Regions from separate parts of the Gossypium hirsutum genome. Here region 1 is linked to region 2. The links are chromatin contacts, called in public Hi-C maps. All regions are on one chromosome and are shown on one strand. The core of a region is the stretch at or near the end of the contact, and the rest is flanking DNA. Distances in the headings are between cores, read along the strand shown. Region 1 holds the start of LOC107953303 (UDP-D-apiose/UDP-D-xylose synthase 2). Region 2 has its middle 4.7 kb from the start of LOC121232192.

Evidence for each region. Hi-C and Micro-C count contacts between places; a contact is called where the count stands out from the background.
Region 1: a contact with region 2 is called in a Hi-C map of leaf, with 2.1 times the contacts expected there. The contact joins the promoter of LOC107953303 here to the enhancer-like site in region 2.

The regions. Positions count from the first base shown.
Region 1 is chrA07:19,563,071-19,567,199 of Gossypium_hirsutum_v2.1, forward strand. LOC107953303 (UDP-D-apiose/UDP-D-xylose synthase 2) reads left to right here and starts at 1,528. Exons shown (of 9, transcript XM_041117711.1): 1 at 1,528-1,976; 2 at 2,307-2,399; 3 at 2,633-2,740; 4 at 3,582-3,696; 5 at 3,777-3,910; 6 at 4,036-4,129. The coding sequence starts at 1,707.
Region 2 is chrA07:19,506,977-19,511,118 of Gossypium_hirsutum_v2.1, forward strand. No RefSeq gene overlaps it. Among protein-coding and RNA genes, the nearest start is that of LOC121232192, 4.7 kb to the right of the region's middle. Within about 2 kb of position 2,630, at least 3 of the 9 cell types and tissues checked have an H3K27ac peak or open chromatin away from gene starts, as enhancers often do. A contact at or near this core is called in leaf, where this site is marked.

The DNA.
Region 1 (4,129 bases), core at 278-2,777, 55 kb after region 2:
TTTTTTAATTTTATTTTAAAAAATCAATAAAAATTTACAAATGCTGAGATTTAAACTCATGCCACTAGCATCTACAAAAACTTTTCTTCACCAGTTCGATCAAAGTTTTATTTTGATACTTTTATACATTTCAATGGTATTACACAAATTATTTCATTCACATTGTTTCTATGTATATACTATTATTTATGTATGTAATTGAGTTGGTGTCACAAGTCAACTTGATATCAATTTAAGAAAAATGATAATATTATGAGAAACAATTGAAGTGTATTTAAAATTATTAATCTAATGCATTTACATATTTAAATTCTTCTTAATCACAATTTAAACTATTTTTTAATTCTAATTTCGTACATATAGTGTTACTAATATTAATTTCAAATCATATGATTCATTATTATTAAAAGTTACATTCATACATGCAAATATATAGTTCCACGTGTACATACGTATAATAAAATTTCTTAAATTTCAAAACATAAATGAGCCATTATAATATTAGCACTATATCAATAAATTTCTTTTGTCAGCCTAATCATTAGCTTAGGACCTTGGGCATTAAAATGCTTGCTTAAGTCTAGAGCATAAATAAACACATGGATTAGGCGTATGCTCACTATATGAACAATCTGGATTGGACATATTAAAAAAAAAAATTCCTAAACTTTATGGACAATTTTTTGACAAGGTGGATTTAAGTTGTTGATGCATTAAATATACTCGAATTTACAATTTGATTTACATTTTAAATATATTCCATGTTAGATTCGAATTAGTATTAGCACTTAAATTAATAGTTAATGGTGTATTTGATAAATTGAAAAAAATAATTACTTAATTTTTAGTACTAAATTTTATAAGCAACGGATTTATATTATAAAACCATTTGATATATATATATAATAAGTACGAGATATAATTGTTTTGTTTGATAATAATAAATTTAGATTTTTTTTAAAAAAATTAAAATAAAAGTTAAAAGATAAAATTTGAATATTATTATTTTTAATAAAATGAAGAAATAACTTATTTTGAAAATAAGATTTGAAAAATAAAACGAATTTAATATTTTTCATATTAAGTGATAAGTAGCTATTTACTAATTATATCTAATATTTTTTGTTGAAAATTTTATGTTAAGTAAAAAGCTAATAAGGTTATCAAACACAAATAATAATAAAAGAAGTAGTAACTGTTGAAAAATTTTATTTTCAATGAAATAAAAATTTATTTTGAATGGCTTATCAAAACAACCTAAGTTAACAAAAAATGTGATTAATGTGATACTAATACTTTGAGAGCTCAATTATAATATTTTAAAGTTTATAGACAAATTCAAAACATAGGTGATAGTTTGGGGATGTTTGATGAAATTAACCTAAAAGATTCCCAAAACTTTTTACTAAGTAACTAATATAATTTATGAAATTTCCCACATGCTCCCTTCTCAATCGAGTACATGCAGTGGCTATACTCGCGAGAGTAGGCTTTAATACGGTCCCTCATTTAATGTAGCACTGTAAAGGGGTCTTTCTCTGCTTCACATTTCCCTCCATTCCCCATATATACAAGAGGCCTGGCCATTTCTCCCCTCTCCTCTCCATCTTCAAATTTCTCTCTCTCTTTCTATTTTTTTCTTTCTGCTAATAATTACTTTTTTCACCACCGGCGTCGGAAGAAGGAAAACACCGGTGTCGTTTGAAATGGCAGCTTCGAGAATGGATCTGGACGGGAGACCAATAAAGCCAATTACGATATGCATGATTGGAGCGGGAGGCTTCATTGGCTCTCACCTCTGCGAGAAATTAATGTCGGAAACGCCGCACAAGGTTCTCGCCTTGGACGTTTACAATGACAAGATTAAGCACCTCCTCGAGCCTGACTCTCTCCCTTGGGCTGGCCGTATCCAGTTTCACCGACTTAACATCAAGCACGATTCTAGGCTTGAAGGCCTCATCAAGATGACAGATCTCGTAATTTCTTCCATTTCTTGCTATTTTCTTACTTTCTCAAAAACAATTGCTGGAGATCAAGGATTTTTTTTTCTCTTTATTTCTGTCTAAAATGCTTTCTTGTTTTTTTTTGGTTTTGTTTCTTTAGTGTTTTCTTTGGATTTAATTTCTTAGATCTGGTTAAATTCTGTGTAACTTTAATTTTTTTTGTTGAGCTAATTTATCTCATTGTGTTCTCCAGGATTTAGTTTTTATTTTTACCTGATTTGTTAGTTTTTTTTATATTAAAAGAACTTTTTTACTTGATTTATGTTGACTAATTTAGTTGTTATTGTTTTTGCGACAATACAGACGATAAATCTTGCGGCGATCTGTACTCCGGCAGATTATAATACACGCCCGCTCGATACGATTTACAGCAATTTTATTGATGCACTTCCTGTGGTAAGCAGTTCTTTTATGACGGTTTTATTCTTTCTGCTTCTTCTTCTTCTTCTTCTTTTTTCCATTTTAGTTGCTTGTTGTTGATGAGCCGAGAGATTTGATAAGCGTCTCTTTTTATAACGGTTTTTTTTAATATATTGATACGAGTGAGGAGGGATTTGATAGTTGCTGATGTTTTCGAGATCGAAGTTGAACTTAATGTTGTCTTTTTATGTGGGTTTATGGTTTGGTAGGTGAAATACTGTTCAGAGAACAACAAGCGTCTCATTCATTTCTCGACTTGTGAAGTGTATGGTAAAACCATCCAAAGCTTTCTGCCTAAAGATTCTCCTCTCCGTCAGGTAACCTTTCGCTGTCTCTTTTCTTCATCACTTATATTGAGTATTTTCAAAAGGAAGAAGCTACATCTATAATTTGTTTTTTAACCGGGTGACATGTATGGTATAGTGATCTGTTGGTGGTATACGTATATTTGAGCTTTTAATATTTTCTGGAAGTTTTTTCTCATATAGTCAACAAACATCACAAAGGCTTGGAGTCGGAAGGGTGAGGGCGAGGTTATGTTGTTGATGTAATAACAATTTATTGTAGTAGTAAAATGAGTGGTTCATAGCAAGATATGCGGTTTTTATAAAATTAGATTTCATTTGAAGTTTTTAGAAAGTTGTCTATCCTTGCTGGTGGACCTGTTAAATGCTGAATAATAGGCTAGAAGAGCCTCAAGCCTTGCGAATTATTTATCCCATTCCAATTGTTGATATGCTTGTTTTAGGCTACTAATTTTTGTTGAATATAAATTGTGTTTTCATTTTTTTTTTGTTAGTCGTGTTTACTGTACAACTTTAGCTCTAGGAAGATATCTTGCATCGGTTTTAGTTGTAATTGTAGTATATATGCATGCGTTGTATAAGCTCTTTTGTTTATCCAGTTGCTTCATGTGGGAAATGTTAAAACTAGGTTGTTTACTATTTGAATTTTGTTCTTAAGCAAGCTGTATTCCTTTGTGCACAGATTTTATGCTTCTCTTAATTCACAGAGATGCTGAAATTGGTTTGATAATGTTTCTCATTTTGTTTCTTTGTGTTCTTGGTCCTTTTCCCTTTTGTATTTTGAGTTGACACTATTGTGTTCTTTGTTTATGAAGTTTAGAATCTTTGACACTGTCTGCAATTCATGTTATAGGATCCTGCCTACTATGTTCTTAAGGAAGATGTCTCACCCTGCATTTTTGGCTCTATTGAGAAGCAGAGGTGGTCGTATGCATGTGCGAAGCAGTTGATTGAGAGGCTCATTTATGGTTAGCATCATTTTTAATGATCTGGCCCTGTTGAGATGCTTTGAACAGGATTTACTGACTTCTCTTCTTATTTATCCCAGCTGAGGGAGCAGAGAATGGCCTCGAGTTCACCATTGTGAGGCCTTTTAACTGGATTGGACCAAGGATGGACTTCATTCCCGGCATTGATGGTCCAAGTGAGGGAGTTCCAAGAGTTCTAGCGTGCTTTAGTAATGTATGTCGAACTTGTTTCACAGTTGTAGAGAATATCCTAGGGGCCATCTGGAATCTCTTTTTGATGTTATGATAATCTTAGCTCTAATGGTTTTTTTTTTTTTTGGGGGGGGGGTGGGGGTGCAGAATCTCCTTCGCCGTGAGCCACTTAAGCTTGTTGATGGTGGCCAATCTCAGAGAACTTTTGTTTACATAAAGGATGCTATTGAAGCTGTTCTGT
Region 2 (4,142 bases), core at 1,380-3,879:
AATGCACCATTCAAATTTGAAGTTTATCAATTACAACCTAGGGGGTTTATCAAACAGTATAATATTACTATTATTACTACAAGCCAATTTTGCTAGGTAGTTTGCAACTTTGTTTTCTTCTGTCGAAATGTGTTGGATTTGCCATTGTTGTGCCTTAGTCAACAGCTGTTGAATGCTTCTAATCAGAGCAAAATTTGAGTCTCTTGAATATATAAATTACAACTTTTTTAAAATTAGTAATTAACTCAGTTATCCACTAATGTTGATAAGGCAATAGCGAGCATTAAACATGAAGAACATTTGAATGAATAAACTTAATATTGCGTTAAACATCCCTAACAAATTACCAATAATCCCTTATTAGGGTTCCATAATTATTCTAGTTAATAAACGTTTAGCCCATAAATACCAAATTAAAAACAATTAAAATAAATCCAACTATAGTCCAAGAAACAAATAAGAAAAGAAGAGAAGAGTGAGAGAATTCAAGCCAAATAAGGTGATTCTCCCCAATTGGTTCGTTTCTTTTTTTCTCTTCTTATCTTCTTCTTTTTCAACTTCTATTCTTTTAAAAATGGGTGTTCTCAAATTGTACAAGGATGCACTCTTTTTTATTATGAAAAATGGGATATTTATATCCCCAAAATGAGGTATTTATTCGTTTGTTTTCTTCTCTTATGAGTACTTGGACGATTTAAATTTTGCAGAGCCTAATTCCTTTTGACTATTAGTCATCATCAACTATTGACTAAGAAATGAGTTAAGTCCAAGAGTTGATGTGGCGTTCTTTAAATGTGAGGGTTTCAATCTACTCTCGTTAAACTTGATACCACGATTTTGCTACAACATTAGGGTTTCATATGTTAAAATTTAACATATTCTTTTCTCCACATTTCCAATGTTCTACTGGCCACCTTCAAGGACAAAAATTCACAATTTCAGTATCTCACTTGACAAAAATGCATTATTAAAATAAAAGTTTCAAAAATAACTACTTAACATAAACATAATTAAAGTAACTATAGAAACACTATAAATCATTCTTATCTTGATTGAAATATAAGCTTATAAGTAATAAAATAACTTTGTATCTTAAAGTTATTGGTTGGATTGTTAAAATTTTAATTGTATAGATAGATATAAAGAGTAAAACTACTTTAGTTTTACATAGTGGTAAGTGAATTCCTCCCAAATAAATTTTAGAGTAAACTATCAAAATGATAATTTTTGTTTGTCTCAAATTACATTTTAATTACTTATGTTTGCAATGTTACATTTTAGCCACTTACGTTATCGTGTTGTAACATTTTAGTCACTAAGACATGAATTGCAGTTAACAATGTAAAAGTAATCTGACATGACACATTAAATCATCATTTTAAAAGAAATTTTTAGGTTAAATTTTACAATTGATCCCTAAATTTTTTTCATTTTAAGCAATTTAATTTTTTTCTTTTACATTCTTTGAACTTTCTTTCTTTTTTTTTTCCATTCTTTTCTGCTTCTCTATTTGTTTTCCTCTCTTCTTCATTTCTTTTAACGTAGTTTTTTTTTCTATATTTTCCATTTGTTAAAACTAGTCCACAAGCTCGTCTCACTCGAAAAAATTAAATTGTTTAAAAAAGAGTATAGGGACTAGTTTTAACAAATAGAAAATATAGAAAAACTACATTAAAAAAAATAGAGAAGCGAGGAAAACAGGGAGAAGCGGAAGATAATGGAAAATAAAGAAAGACAAAAGAAAGTTAAAAAACATAAAAGAAAAAATTAAATTGTTCAAAACAAAAAAAAATATGGGGACGGATTGTATAAAGTAACCTAAATTTTTTATTTGAAATGATGATTTAATGTGCCATATCAGCTTACTGTTAACAGAAATTAAAGGCTCAATTACTAAAATGTCACAACGCGATAACGTAAGTGACTAAAACGTAACATTTTAAATATAAGTGACTAAAATATAATTTAAAGTAAATAAAAGTGACAATTTTAATAGTTTACGCTAAGAATTACAGTATTATGTAATAAAATATTAGAATTGTATAAAAGTGTTTAATATAAATATGGTTAACAATTTATTAAAGTTAGGAACAAATAAAGTATCTAGAATAATAATTTTTTATTCCAATAATAAAAAGATTATTCCATTACTAAAATTGATAATTAAATATGGGAGATCTAAGCTTTGATTTATTACACATGATGCACCTTCCATTTCTATACAATAAAAAGATTTGTTAATTGTAAAAAGGTGGGTGGTGTTTGTAAAATCATCGGTTTATTTACAACTGACCAAAATAATGTTCTAACCAGTTAGTTCGTGCATCAAGAATTCTGAAAATATATTTGAAAGTCAAGTTATTTATTGTATAATTGGTGAAATTATATTTGTAACAAAATTCTGAAATTACCATTCCAATTAATTAAAAATTCAGTTGGCAAAAAGTCAGATTAATACTGAATAAAAAAATAAATTATAATAACGTAAGTAAATATGGCAAAAACACGTAGTTATAGAAGAAAAGGGGGTGACGGCAGAAGAGATTAGAGAAAAGCGAATGGTTGGCAGTGGCAGTTGGCAGCAGCTGCAACAGCGAGAGAGCATCCAAAGGCCCTCAATCATAGGAAGAAAATATAATAGCACACGCTTCGAAAAACACAGAAACCCAAAATGTTATGCCCAGGTGGGGCTGGTGATGCTATCTGCTCCTCCCGCTGGGTCTTAATTTTCATTTCCTTTTTTGTCCCAAGAGAAAAAGACATCTCTGCACCCATTACAAAATCTATTTTCTTTTTTAATTTTAATATTTTATATTTCTTTGTTACTAATGTACCGTAAGTACAAATCTTTCTAATGTGAGTGAGATTGAGGAAAAGGAAAGAGTGAAGACACAATGTTTAAGAAGCTGAGTGGGTTGAGGTTGTTATTTTTTTTTATTATTAAATAAATTAATTTGATTGATCTAATATTAAAAAGAATAAAATTAAATTAAATTATAATAGAGTTAATATTTATTGATTAAAAAAATTATGTATTGTTTAATAAAAGTTATTTTAAAGTTTTTATATTTTTACAAATGAAATCTTTTGTTTAAAATTAAAATACAATGAAAAAAATTAAATAACTCATTACAATTTAGATTTTCTTTTTGATGGTAAAAGGAATCAAATAGATTAATCAACAATTATTTTATAAGTGCTCGTACCATTAAGATCATCTTCAACTACGCGACGAACTACATCTAGAGCCTAAACAAATCTATGAACACCAAATGCTTGTGAAAATCCCATTGCTGCTAGTGCGTCGGCAACTTTATTCCCTTCCTGATAAACTAGTGCAACTTCAACCTCCCAATGCAACTACAGTCTCCTTATAGCTCACACCAAACCATTAGCACCATGACTAGCTGCTTGCTCTTTTATCATAGAGATTGCAAGTAAGCTGTCCAACTCAAGAGTCACGTTTCTTATTCCCATTGCCAAGTTCGTAAAATGTCAGGAACATGTAGTAATTAAATTAATCCCAAACCATACAAATACAAACCAAAAGTTTGCCTCTAAGGAATGCACTAGCTACTTGACCATCAAGCCTAATCAGTACTTGGTTTATTATTTTAATTAACCCCTATATTTTGAGGCGTGATAGTTTAAGATAAAATTAGAATTTTTATATTAACCTCAAATTATACTGTTAACTCTATTAGGTAGAATTTTTAATAAGAATTTCATTGAAGTTTCTTTGGCAATGAATATAACATCTTACTGCTTGACTCGATATTCTGGTCGGGTATGAGGGTGTTACAATGTGGGTGGCCCATTGCCTATAAGTATGCCCTACTATATGTGCGTGTGCTGTAGGGGCAGAAATATTAGCTTCAATTTTTTTTAGTGTGTGTCGGCAAAATAAAAAAAGAAAGGAGAAAAACTGAGTTTTCACAACTTTTTCTACCCAAACTAGTTTAATATTTTCTTCAATCAAAGGTCTATTTGGTGTCCATTGAAGATCTTTAATGTGTATGGTCGGATTTTTCATTGGGGCATTTTAGCTTTGAGTTTTTAGGTTTCAAAGTCAGCCACTGTTTGAGTGATATTCTCAACTTATCTCTTTAGTTTGCTTGAGATTACTTGTTGATAACCTTTGT